3 separate regions of the Mus musculus genome follow, and all the other regions are linked to region 1. A link is a contact called in public promoter capture Hi-C data. All regions are on one chromosome and are shown on one strand. Each heading gives the region's core, a stretch centred on a gene start, on an enhancer-like site or on the middle of the called end of the contact. The rest is flanking DNA. Distances are from core to core; before and after follow the strand shown. Region 1 holds the start of Pnma1 (paraneoplastic antigen MA1). Region 2 holds the start of Nek9 (NIMA (never in mitosis gene a)-related expressed kinase 9). Region 3 holds the start of Eif2b2 (eukaryotic translation initiation factor 2B, subunit 2 beta).

Evidence for each region. Promoter capture Hi-C pulls out the DNA fragments that hold promoters and counts their contacts.
Region 2: a contact with region 1 is called in a promoter capture Hi-C map of pre-B cells, with 2.4 times the contacts expected there. The contact joins the promoter of Nek9 here to the promoter of Pnma1 in region 1. A contact is called at or near these places in 4 of 39 promoter capture datasets (cranial neural crest, hippocampal neurons, liver and 1 more).
Region 3: a promoter capture Hi-C map of liver shows a contact between it and region 1, with 2.1 times the contacts expected there. The contact joins the promoter of Eif2b2 here to the promoter of Pnma1 in region 1. A contact is called at or near these places in 2 of 39 promoter capture datasets (liver and pre-B cells).

What each region holds. Positions count from the first base shown.
Region 1 is chr12:84,145,966-84,150,227 of GRCm38.p6, reverse strand. Pnma1 (paraneoplastic antigen MA1) reads left to right here and starts at 1,739. Exons shown (of 1, transcript NM_027438.3): 1 at 1,739-4,097. The coding sequence starts at 2,301. The coding sequence ends at 3,362. Mideas (mitotic deacetylase associated SANT domain protein) reads left to right here. Exons shown (of 13, transcript NM_001163501.1): 13 at 1-1,060.
Region 2 is chr12:85,337,463-85,341,724 of GRCm38.p6, reverse strand. It overlaps Nek9 (NIMA (never in mitosis gene a)-related expressed kinase 9), which reads left to right and starts at 2,363. Exons shown (of 22, transcript NM_145138.2): 1 at 2,363-2,722. The coding sequence starts at 2,504. It overlaps Tmed10 (transmembrane p24 trafficking protein 10), which reads left to right. Exons shown (of 5, transcript NM_026775.4): 5 at 1-1,111.
Region 3 is chr12:85,217,008-85,221,269 of GRCm38.p6, reverse strand. It overlaps Eif2b2 (eukaryotic translation initiation factor 2B, subunit 2 beta), which reads right to left and starts at 1,789. Exons shown (of 8, transcript NM_145445.4): 1 at 1,546-1,789; 2 at 1,328-1,448; 3 at 1,025-1,173. The coding sequence starts at 1,708.

The DNA of each region.
Region 1 (4,262 bases), core at 490-2,989:
GGAGATGCACGTGCGGCCGGAGGCTGGCGCAGGCGCGTCCTTACTGGTGCTTTCTCGTACGAACACACTGGGCTTGGCTTTTGTTGTTCTTTCTATTCAGAGCTCCCTGTTTGACAATAACGTCCCTATACAGTGTCACCCTGCCTGTCCCCCAGCTTCCACCTGCATTCAGAGAAGGCCATGACACTGACCGTGCCTGTGTTCTGGGCCATCTCTGAGGTCTCTTGCCCTCACTGCTGTCCTCCAAGCCTTCAGCAGCCCCCTTAGAGCTAAAGTACCCACCCACCCACCGTCCTTGCCGCCCCACCTCCCACCCCGGCACAGAGGCCCTGTGCTCATGATGTCTAAAGGGATTGCCTATATTTAACTGCCTCAGTCACCCAACCTCTTTCTTCTCATGTGCCAGATGTTAAAGACAGAGGAGGAAGAGTGCAATAGTACTCAAGCCTCAGCTGTTGAAATGTTTTTATTGGGGCTCACTGTTCTGGGTTATTATTTATTACTAGACTGGCAAAGCCTAACCCCTTAGGTTTTTACAGGAAGTATGCATATTTTTATATAAAAACAGTTGTGTCTAACCCACATTTGGCTGTGTTTGTTGCCTCAAAAAAAAAAAAATTGCAGCTGTTAGAACTTTTCCTCATTTGTCTCTTACGTTAAAGGCCTTGCTGGAGAGGATGGAGCACAGAACAGCCTTGACAGTCTGTAATTAGTGTACAAATATTTTAATAGCATAAAGTAAGTATATTCCTTTTATTTTGAAACAAAATGGTCAGACACTGCCTTTCATGTGTTTGTTGCCTGTGGCACTCTTTTTAAAAAAGACTGTTACATATTAAAATAGTGTACATATATATATATATATAAATATAAATATTACCTCTTTGTGTACAGTTGTGATAGACCAGACTGAAAATTTTATTTTTTGTGTGCTTTTTATAAAAAAAAAATTAATACACTAAAGAGAATCTTGCTGTGATTGTAATGTACCTATGTAACTTATTTACTTTTGAATGTTCTGTATCTTAAGACCTTTTATTAAATAAGGTTTTAAAAAAAATTCATTGTTGAATACCACATTCTTATAGGGGTGTTTTTGCCGTCTGGGACTGATAGGCCTTGTTTTGCTTGAAGAGAACTTACCCGCCTTTTCGGGGCCATAAACATTCTGTTTTGCTATCTTGTATACTCAGTAAGGATAAGAAGGCAATATGTTTGCAGTTTGCCTGGCTACAAAGGTAAGTAGTCACGGGGTTTTGTGTACACACACACACACACACACACACACACACACACACACACTTTAAACAAGAAAGCCAAGTCAGACACTCACAGGAACCAGTAGATGGAATTCTCTTTCCTAGTTTTGTGGGGAGGAACCAAGTAGTTGCAGAGTGGGATCAGGTGGTTCCCGGAAGTCAGAGTTAAAGACTGAATTCATAGAATGGATGAGCAATATGAGATAAGTCCGTCGTGGTAGATGCGTATCAATAAAGCCAGCTTAAATCCACGGCAAAATTAAATAAAGCATGCGTAGCAATAGCTAAGAAAGAATCAGGGAAGGCGGGGGGGGGGGTGTAAAAAGAAATGCGCCGTCATAGAATAGACTCCTCAAACCCCTTCTTGGCACCATAGCAACCGCCAGATCCTCTGGAGCCCGCGTATCTCGCGTCGTCATGGACACAGTTGTCACGGTGACACTGGGGGAGACAAGCGGACCGGTTCCGCCCTCCACTGCAGCTGCACGCCGGCCGTTGCGGGAGCGCGCGGACATAAGCGCTAGGCAGAGCTGCCTCCAGCCGAGTTTCTCCCCCATCCCGTGCTTCCTGCCGCTTGGGTTCCCGGTGCTCGGAGTGCCGCCTCTCCCCACGTAGCCAAGCCACGGCCTCGCGTGACCCTCAGCCCGCCGGCGTGCCGGGGAGAGGTGGGAGGAGCTGCCACGCCCCGCGACCGCACCCAGCCATCTCCCGCCCGGAGTCATCAGTCTTGAGCCCACCTTGCTCCCTCTCTTTAAGCGGTGACGCCAGACACAGCTGCAGCCAGTTCAGCCCTCCCTGCCCGGACCAAAGGGGGCGACATTCGAGTGATAGGCGGAGTGTCCCGTGGCTCCCGACCCTGACTTGGGACCCGGAAGGGACAAGAAGGAACTCTGGTGTCTTTTGGTAATTGTGGTTGCCTGAAGCTTGTCGCCCCCTGGCCTACCGGGGGAGGAGAGCATGTTGTATTGTCCTAGGCCCTATAGCCTCGTGAGCCAGTCCAAGCAGTGTCTGTAGAACTGGCACTTTTAATAGTTGGGTGAAATGGCTATGACACTATTGGAAGACTGGTGCAGGGGAATGGATGTGAACTCTCAGAGAGCTCTGTTGGTCTGGGGGATCCCTGTGAACTGTGATGAGACCGAAATTGAAGAGACCCTCCAAGCTGCGATGCCCCAGGTATCCTATCGAGTGCTGGGGAGAATGTTCTGGAGGGAAGAAAATGCTAAAGCAGCCTTGTTAGAGCTCACTGGGGCAGTGGATTACTCCCTGATACCCAGGGAGATGCCAGGCAAAGGAGGGCTCTGGAAAGTGGTGTTTAAACCCCCCACTTCCGACGCAGTTTTTTTGGAAAGGCTGCACCTCTTTCTAGCTAGGGAAGGGTGGACCGTGCAAGATGTTGCTCGTGTGCTTGGGTTTCAGAACCCTGCTCCAGCTCCAGGCCCGGAAATGCCAGCAGAGATGCTCAACTATATTTTGGATAATGTTATTCAACCTCTTGTTGAGTCCATATGGTATAAGAAGCTGACGTTATTCTCCGGGAAGGACATTCCCGGGCCTGGCGAGGAAACCTTTGATTCCTGGCTGGAGCACTCAAATGAAATCATAGAGGAATGGCAGGTGTCGGATATAGAAAAGAGACGGCGGTTGATGGAGAGTTTGAGAGGCCCCGCTGCTGACGTCATCCGCATCCTCAAGACCAACAACGCCGCCATAACGACCGCAGAATGCCTGAAGGCTCTTGAGCAGGTCTTTGGGAGTGTGGAGAGCTCTAGAGATGCACAGGTCAGATTTCTGAACACTTACCAGAACCCAGGAGAAAAGTTATCTTCGTATGTTATCCGTCTGGAGCCTCTGCTGCAAAAGGTAGTAGACAAGGGGGTCATTGATAAAGATAACGTGAACCAGGCTCGCTTGGAGCAGGTCATCGCTGGGGCTAACCACAGTGGGGCCCTCCGAAGGCAGTTGTGGCTGGCCGGGGCTGAGGAAGGGCCTGCACCCAACCTCTTCCAGTTACTGGTGCAGATTCGAGAGGAGGAAGCCAAGAAGGAGGAGGAGGAGGCCGAGGCCGCCCTCTTGCAGCTAGGCCTGGAGGGGCACTTCTGAGTCCTAGGACTGGCCAGGCTGCTTTTGATATACCTGTGACGTTTTAGTAAGCCTGCCACTCAAAGCAAGCACCCAGCCTCCTCCTGGCTTGGTTTTGTTTCCTGAGGGATGGGATGGGGAAGTCAGGCCCGCATATTCCTGTAACATTCACAGAAGTGTGTGATTGTCAGGAGCTGCAACGGTAAAGGTGGTCCTTACTGCCTAAAGTGAATGCTTGATGCCAGCCCTCCTGGCGACATCTCTGACAGCTGTGCACAAACGTGAAGCTGTGACACTTCCTGTCAAGGTGGTTGCGAAGCTGCAGGTTCTGATGCTAACCGCGCACCAGGTTCACAGACTGTACAGTACAAACTCTTGTGTTTGTTACTAACACTGTGGATGGTTTTACTGTAAATTGTTCCCAATTTGTATCGATGGAAAGAATGTGATTCTATTAGAAGATATTACTCATCTTGAAAAATGCGGATTTCTAATTCCTCACGGCTCAACGCTGGAATCAGTTTCCCTGAAAAGGATCCTCGGACTAAAAGTGGCATGTTAGAAAAAACCAGGCCTTTACCGAGCTGCACAATCAGTTCCTCACGGTGGAAGACAGAAGTCCTAGGGGGAGTGGCCGTGGCCAGTCTACACTTCCCCCACTTCAAAGACTAGTCATTTAATAATTGGTCAGCGCTAAGGGTTCTAAGTTTGAAGTTATTGAATAGATGTATACAAATAAAAATTTGAAAATTCTCATTTTTCCTGACACGTATAAAATTTTTCAGTTAATTTAGCTCCGTATATTTTTCTCCTAACAAGGACTTTTGTTCATGTAAAACAAAACAAAACAAAACAAAAATTACCCTCCTTGCTATGAATTTAAGTTGCAGTGTCACCTATACATCTTGGTTGGGTGGTTCC
Region 2 (4,262 bases), core at 1,114-3,613, 1.2 Mb before region 1:
GGCCTGATTGCCAGTGGCGGGGGCGGGGGTGGGGTGGGTACAAATGCTTGTAAACAGGAAAAATACTTGTTTATCATCTAAAGTCTTTCCCACTTCTCCTGGGAAAGTGGGTAACCTTTTAACCCTGCTGACCTGTTACAGGGCTTATCTCAATTGCAGTTCTGAGAATTACAGGGCTTGCAGTAAAGAAGTGGAATATTGAAGTTACCAGAGAATACCGTTAGGATGACCTGGATGAAGTATGCAGGTGGATGGGAAAGATGTAGTGGTTAAGTCTCAGGCTGTGCTGTTAAGGTTCCAGTTACTATGAACTCAAAAGCCTTTGTCTTATGACTTCCATAAATTCCTCTTGCATGGCATCAAGTGTTCTCTGGTACAATAGTGCCATCTGCTGTTGAAAAATGATCTAAGATCTAAGATCTTAGAATACAAGTCCTCACCATGGCAACAGCAGATGGTCAGAAATCTGTAACATTCATATATCAAGTGATAGGAGAACAATGTAAGTATGAAAAGAATAAACTTTGGGGTCAAAATCCATTTGTAGACTTTTAAGTGCAAAACCATAGCCTGTCTGTCCCATTAGCCTAACAAGAGACTCCTGTTTTCTGACGTGTGCCTTCCCCCCTAAGGAGCAGTGACAGCCGCTCTATTAGATTTCTATTTTCTTTTCTGAAAAATGTCAATTTTTCAGAGAGGAGAAAATAGAGCATTCTGTCCATGTTTTTGTTTCCAAGAACAAGTATAAACTTAAGCTCTGTAGAACTGAAATTCTTTCAAGTCCTTTCGATCATTTTGATCATGCCCAAAACAACCAAACTGGACAACATGCTTTTCAGTTCAGTTGAAGAGCATTTGCCTTTGACAGTAGGCGTGCACAACAGCATATCCGCTTTATAAACAGGTATATTATCTGCTTCCCTCCGTTCCAGCATAGTCAAAATAACTGAGAATCATACAGTTTCAACAAACCTTGTTCCTTACCATTGTCATGAACCCCCATCAGAGCCATCTTCTGTTTGTTAATGGGAAGAGGCATGTGGGATTTATACAGGCTCACCTGTTGGAGATGTTTGTGTAAACTTTCACAAATAAAAGCTAGCAGAAACCATTTGAGGTGTATTTGTCTGTTAATCTTTAGTGCCCCTTTGTCTGGGTGAGCAAGGATTCCTCTATAATTGTTGTTTTTTAAAGCACAGGGAGTGAAAACAGATAAATTAAAGAAAAAAAAAGTCACTGATTTACTGCAGGGCACTTAAGCAAAAGGATGTTTTAATCATTATGCTAATGAAAGAAATCTTGAGCAGATTTCCTCAGAAGGCTAGAGCTTTGAGAGCCAGTAAGATGGCTCTGTGGATAAAGGTTTTGCCATGCAAATCAGGCAACTTGAATTCAATCGGCACACACACACACACACACACACACACACACACACACACACACACACAAAACAGAGCCCTAATCACCTACTCCTTTGCTTTAGTTTCCCACTGTCCACAGGAAACACCAAACTGTACAACATACAAAGTGTACTTCCTGCTTCTGCCCAACAAGTGTAATGGCGCCAGTCCCATAACCTTAGTTTCATCACGCCCTGCCCTTTCCTAATTCTGGGGCCAGACTGCAGGGTTTGCCTCTCAAGTTCCTCCTAACTAGCTGTATCACCTAAAACAATCCCCACCCCACCCCCAACAGACACATAAACATTGTTTTCATGGCGCTCTGAGGATCTGGGGCCATAATATCATTAAAAAAAAAAAAAAAAAGAAAAGAAAAGAAAAACAAAACCCTTTAGCATTGTCCCAACTTAGGCAACCCTGTGGTGGTCATAGTCCTGCAACTTTATAGACTTAATGAAGAAGGAAAAGGAGGAAAAGGAGGAAAAGGAGGAGGAGGAAGAGGAGGAGGAGGAGGAAGAGGAGGAGGAGGAGGAGAGGAGGAGGAGGAGGAAGGAAGAAGGAATTGTTAAAGTTGTCAGAAGTCTAATGTTTTAGCTTGCTCCATTATCTTTGCTACACTATCGCTACAAAAAAAAAAAAAAAAAAAAAAAAAAAAAGGAGCCCTGCCCAACAAGCCAAGTGACAGCTAACACAGTCACAGCTCCTGGGACAAACGTGTCGCCAGGATTAGCCTGGACCACCTCCAAAATGTGACGCAGTCTGGAAAGCTGGTAGGGGGTTGTAGGGAAGCGGTCTGCAAACCCGCCGTGTGGTCACTCTTCCGCTTCCACGACACTCGCGGGTGTGAAGGCCAGCGACGCCCAAGGTGTGCGGGACGCATCTGCAACAAGTGGGCACGCGAAAGGCGGAGGGAAAACCTCGGCGAGCCGGAAACACTAAGAACCGCTTCCGGGTCAGGGGGCAGGAGCCACCATGGAAGCTCCCTGGGCCGCGGGGCCACCTAAGCCGCTGCCTGGCGTCTGAGGCCATTGAGGCGCTAAGCGGCCGGCCCTGCCCGCCGTGGATACGCGGGCGGCTCCCGGCGAGCTGCGGCCTCCGCCGCCATGTCGGTGCTGGGCGAGTACGAGCGACACTGCGATTCCATCAACTCGGACTTCGGAAGCGAGTCCGGGGGTGGCGGGGACTCGGGCCCGGGCCCCAGCGCTGTCCCAGGGCCGCGAGCCGGCGGCGGGGCGGCGGAGCAGGAGGAGCTGCACTACATCCCCATCCGCGTTCTGGGCCGCGGTGCCTTTGGGGAGGCCACGCTGTACCGCCGCACCGAGGTAGCGGCCCTCGGCTCCGGCCGCTGCCGGGCCTCCCCGCGCCCTCCTTCCCGGCCCCGCTTTCCAGTGCTGCTTGCCCCTGGCCCTCTATGGTCAGGCGTCCCTTGGGGTTTAGGTCTCGGGAACCCCACCGTGCTTTCGCTTCCCCTGCTGTAGGACATTGGTTTAATCACCGCTGTCACTGAGCGAGTCATTGAGCGGTCTTTTGCATTTTAGTTTTCCCATTTGTTAATTGGACTTAGCGATAACAACCTCGCCCCCCCCCCCAAAAAAAAAACCTTTACTTTTTTAAAGGTTATTTTGAGGTCCAAACGAAGGTGCTTTGCACATTGGGAACAATATAAAAAGCTTACTTGCTCTTTGGGAACAGTCTGTAAAAGCTTACTTCCTTTCGTATAGCTGTTGAAGGGCGGGATGGGGAGTTGGTGTGTACTTCCAAATAGCCACACTGGCAGCTACAACACACTGCTAGCCCTGTAGGCTTTGTTTTCTTGTTTTTGTTTTTGTTTTTTTCATAAATGATCACTCGGAGGATTTCCTTGATCACCAGAAAGATCATTGTTTGTTTGTTTGTTTTCTTGCTTTTCCTTCAGTGATTGTATAAGACAAATACTTTATTGGTGGAGTTGAGTCTGGAGAAACAAGGACCCCTTTCTTTGAGAACCCAAGGAAGCTAAGTCATTTTTCCCACCTTCTTGCATAAGGTCACAATGGAGAGACCCATGAGTTACTGAATCCAAAATTAAGAATGTGTACTGATTTAAAACCCTGTAGTGAGTCTACCTCCAAAAGTTAACCATAACTTGAGTCTAATCACCACAGCCTTAAAACTCTAGCTTTAGGGTAAACATTTAATGAGAACTTGCTGAGGTTGCAAAAGGTGATTCATGCACTTGCAATTCTAGTGTCTGCTCCCAGCCAGAACTTTTTGTGCTGGGGATAAAACGGGCTTTGCCAGTGCTCAGAAGGCATTCCACTACTGAGCCATACCTCCAGCGTCCAGCATATATCTATGAAAGATGGAAGAAAAGTAGTTGCAAGAAAATATCTTTGTGTTCTTTTCTATTCCAGTAACCAACCCATTAGTGGACATTATCATCTGTAGTCGCCTATGTTCTTATTTGTGCCGATTATTTTCTAGCATTTAAGTCAGTATAGTTAAGTGGCTCACTTTCTCACCGTTGAGCAGTGAGTACCAGTTTCCTATCTCTGTCTTATATGTCATGTTCAACTTGGTTACTAGCTTTGAGTTAATTTTATCACACTTCTCAGAACTGTATGACGCTATCTCTGTCACATGGTATTTATAAGATATGAACTTACAAAGCTTCTGAGAAGTAGCCCTTTCCCTCTAGGTTATAGTTACAGCAAGAAGACCAGCCAGTCATGTTAGTAACAGGGTCTTAGGTGTGGATATCCCAAGGAGACAAAAAAAAAAGCACTGAGGACTCCTCGCGGGCAGTGCAGGCTCTGAGGATGAGTGGTGTTTACACATATGGGAAAAAGTTTAAAGTTTTCCAAAAGAAACTTGCTGAGGTAT
Region 3 (4,262 bases), core at 540-3,039, 1.1 Mb before region 1:
GTGCTAACCAAAAACAGATCTTCCCCTGATAGAACTATTCATCCAAAAGGTGGCCACAACACCTCCATGGGCAGTGGGCATACCAAAGAAATACAGAAACCCCACAGCAGCTTGAGAGTGGCTGTCTGGAGTACAGGTGGCACCTAGTTTGTTTGTAAATTGTCTAACTTATTTTCAGTGCATGAATGTCTTGCCTGCATGTATATCTGTTTGCCTCATGTGTGCCTGGTCCCTGTGGAGGTAAGAGGAGGACATCGGGTCCTCTGGAACAGGACTTACAGGTGGCTATGAGCCACAGTGTAGATGCTGGGAACTAAACCTGGGGACTTTACAAGAGCAGCTTAATCGCTGAGCCGTCCATCTCTCCATCCCCAGTACCCAGTGTTAAATCTCTGAAGAACAGACTGTAACAAAAATCTGCAAGTGAGGATGGAGGCGGTATGTATATAAATACCTCAAAGGGGTGGGCATGATGGCTTAGTGGGTAAATGTGCTTGATGGGCAAACCTGGAAACCTGCCCTCCATCCCTGGAACCCACATAAAGGGGGATGCGCAAATTCTACAAAGTTGCCCTGTGACCCACACACACACACACACATACACACACCACTAATAGTAAACATTTTTTGAAGTCAAGATGAAGTTTAGTGAAAAAGAAACTTCCAAATGCGGCTTTGGGGAACTCGTTTTCTGTTTTTTGCAGCACTGGGAATGAAACCCAGAGCCTCAAGTAAGGCACTCTTCCACTGAGCTACATCCCCAGCAAGTTCATTTGCTATAAAATAAAATAAAATAAAATAACTTCCCCTAAAAGAAATCTCTCGCTTAATATACTGTTAAAGAGCAGGTCTGTCTTGAAAGATGCAGTTACTATAAGCTTGGTGTTTTCCATCCACTCCTACCAAATGGGTGTTCAAACCAGAAGACTGGTGATCTCGCCTATCCCTGTCAATGCACAATTTCTAGGGGACTGTTTCACTTGCCTGCGACCTAACTTGTCCACTTAGTGATCAGATCTCTTACCCAGTTCCACCAGCAGCTCATTAATCGCCTCAATGATGTTGGCCTTAAGTGGGGCAAAATGGAAGCTGAAATCCTCGCTCAGGCCTCCGGATGTCAAGAGTTTGTGCAGGGACTCCTGCTGATCGCTCTCGTCACTGCGCCCGTGCAGTCTATGGAGGCAACAAGACCCAAAGAGTGATCACTGGGGCAACGGGAGCAGCTCAGCCACAACAGAGGCTTCAAGCTGATAGGTGGCACGGTTTAACAACCAAAAGCCAGCACCCCTTGGTCCCACCAGGAGCCCACCCAAGCTGTGAGTTTGACCTGCCATACTCCTCCCGGATGATCTTGAGGACTCTCCGCACCATATTTCCCACGGTGGTCTCGGAGGGCTGCGCAGCCGTCATCCTCCTGCCCTCTCTGCGGATCAAATCCATAAGGTCCCCTGAAACCCAAGAGAGACCGAGTGAACGGGGCAGGCGCGCGGTGAAAGTGAATATCAGCTTCAGGAATAGAACAAGAACGAGGATGAGTTGCCGCACCCGCGTTGTTCCAGTGGTGGTCCGTGATAAGCCGGCGCAGCAGCCCCAGGGTCTCCCGAGCCATGTCCTCCGAGCTGCGCTGCCCGCCACCTCGCTTCAGAGTCTCCACGAAGCCTTCGATCCTCTCGGACAACTCCGAGCCCTTCGCCGCGGCACCCGGCATTTCCAACACCGTCCCGGGACTCACTTACAGAAGCCTCAATTGCCAAAGCACTGTTTCACTTCCGGGCCGAGAGAGGTCAACTTCCGCTCGGTGAAACATAATTGAGTTCGTGGAGTTGTAAGCCCGCCCCTCCCTCTGCTGAGGCCAATCAGAAACGTGTTAGGGCGGAGCTGGGCGCACCGCCGGGAAGTGACGGCTGGAAGGGTCCCCTTGGGAGTCTGCGCGCCGAGCCGGGAGGCCCGGAGGACGCTGGCCAGTCTGGTTGCTATGGGAACAGCGAGCGGCTCTCCCGCCCTGCGACCAGCAGAAGTGGCTTTCCTCCTTCCTGGCTCCATCGCTGCCTGATGCTTGGCAGACGCCTCCATGAGTGCGAGTCCAGGGCTCGAGACGCCCAGAAAAGTGCTGCTGCAACGCGGGTTGAACATGTTCACCTTTTCCAATGGGTTCCATTCCCCACCGACTTTATCTTTCTTTTCCCCGCTCGGTGCAAGGAATTGAACGTAGGATCTCACAGGTGCTAGGCAAGTGGTACCACCATTCCTATTCCTAGCTCTTACGTTGTTGTTTGCTTTTTTATATCCTCGGCCTCGAAAGCCCTAAGGAATGTCACTAATGAAAGAGATTCAAAGTAGAAGCTAGCCGGGCTGTGGTGGCGCACGCCTTTGATCCCAGCACTTGGGAGGCAGAGGCAGGTGGATTTCTAAGTTTGAGGCCAGACTGGTCTACGAAGTTAGTTCCAGGACAGCCAGGGCTATTCAGAGAAACCCTGTCTCGAAATAACAAACAAACAAAGTAGAAGCTAATAGGACACCAAGAATGCTGTCCTGCAATTTGGAGGCCGGCGAGTACATGCAATGTAATAAGTCCTTCCATTGACCCGACACTTACTAGGTATTGAGTGCTGTAAGTTCTTACTGTCATACAGCTACATGAGGTAGGTTCTCCTCCCCCGGCTTTACAAACTGAGAAAGAGATTCACGGTATTGAAGCAGTTAGGGAGGTAAAAAGGCTGTGCTTATCCTGGGTCCCCTGAACCCAAACGGAATTAGAATCTCTTATTTATTTAAGATAAACGTCTTGGGCTGGCGAGATGGCTCAGCCATTAAAGGCTAGGCTCACAACCAAAAATATAAGATAAATGTCTCAAAAGTGAATCTTCCAGACTTTTAAGACTTTCCTTACAGCTGATAAATTGTCTTCAGAGGGATTAGATCGGTATCAAAATCATATAAAGATAGTACAGGAAAACTGTACCTGTCATTAGCAAAACAAAAAGAAAAACCTAATAAATTACTAGAAAAATAGAATGCAGCAGTACATTAAAAAGTAAATATTTGCAATCTCTAAATAGCATATTGTTTAATTTGCTGGGGTCTGGCTCACCTGTATCTTTGCTTTCAGGGCCGACTCTACTGTGTTGCCCAGGCAACGTGCAGGGCCAGCTCTCCCAAGTGCTACAGCCAGTGGGGCAGGGCTAGCTCTCCCCAACTCATGACTCTAGGATCAGCTCTCCTGACTACTGCAGGTGGCAAGGCAGAAGGGAGAGGGCATCACACCAGTACCTGTACCATCTCACCCCAGAAAGGTCAAAGAGGCCAGCTCTCCCACACTCTGTCCTCTCAAGACAGCTCACCTGGGTCCCCTCCACCAGGGCTGTGCTGCCCAGATGAAGTACAGTGCCCACCTGCCCAGGTGCTCTAGTGGACAAGGGACAGGGCTAGCTCACCCACTCTCATGACCTCAAGGCCAGTTCTCCAGACTTCCTGGGGGGGGGGGCATCACCCAGGCACTCACACCACCTCTGGCAGAGGTTGGCAGGGGCCAGCTCTCTCTTGCTCTCACCCTAGGGACTGGCTGACCCAAAAACCCCTCAACCAGGGCCAACCCTACTGTAATGTTCAGGTGAGGTGCAGACCCAGTTCCCCTCACTCTGATGACCCTAGGGTCAGCTTTCCTGACTGCCTCAGGTGGCTAGGGGTGAGTGGGCAAGGCCATCTACCCCCTGCCCAGATCACCTCACAGCAGAGGAGTGGTGGGGCCATCTATCAATGTTGTACATGCTTACCAACACATGGTATCACCAAACATCTTTATAGAAAGTAGGCATAAAAAGATCCTTCAGGATTGTTTTAATTTGCATTTTCCTGCTTGCCAGTGATGCTTGTGTTTTCCCACATTTATCGACCTTCATTTTACTCATGATTATAGCTTGCATATGGTTGAAGTGTGTTCCTCAAAAGTTCAAATGCTAAGGGTTTGGTCTTTTAGTGTGATAATATTGGGAAGTGGTGAGCCCTGGGAGGAGTGTAGCGTCTGGAGGATGACACCCAGAGGCTTCCACGTGCTACCACTTGCAAGTGAACACATCAGCTTTCCCGTGCCCATGAACACATCGGCTTCCCCGTGCCCATGAGCACATCGCCTTCCCTGTGCCCTTGAACACATCAGCTTTCCCGTGCACATGAGCACATCGGCTTCCATGTGCCCTTGAACACATCAGCTTTCCCGTGCCCATGAACACATCGGCTTCCCCGTGCCCATGAGCACATCGGCT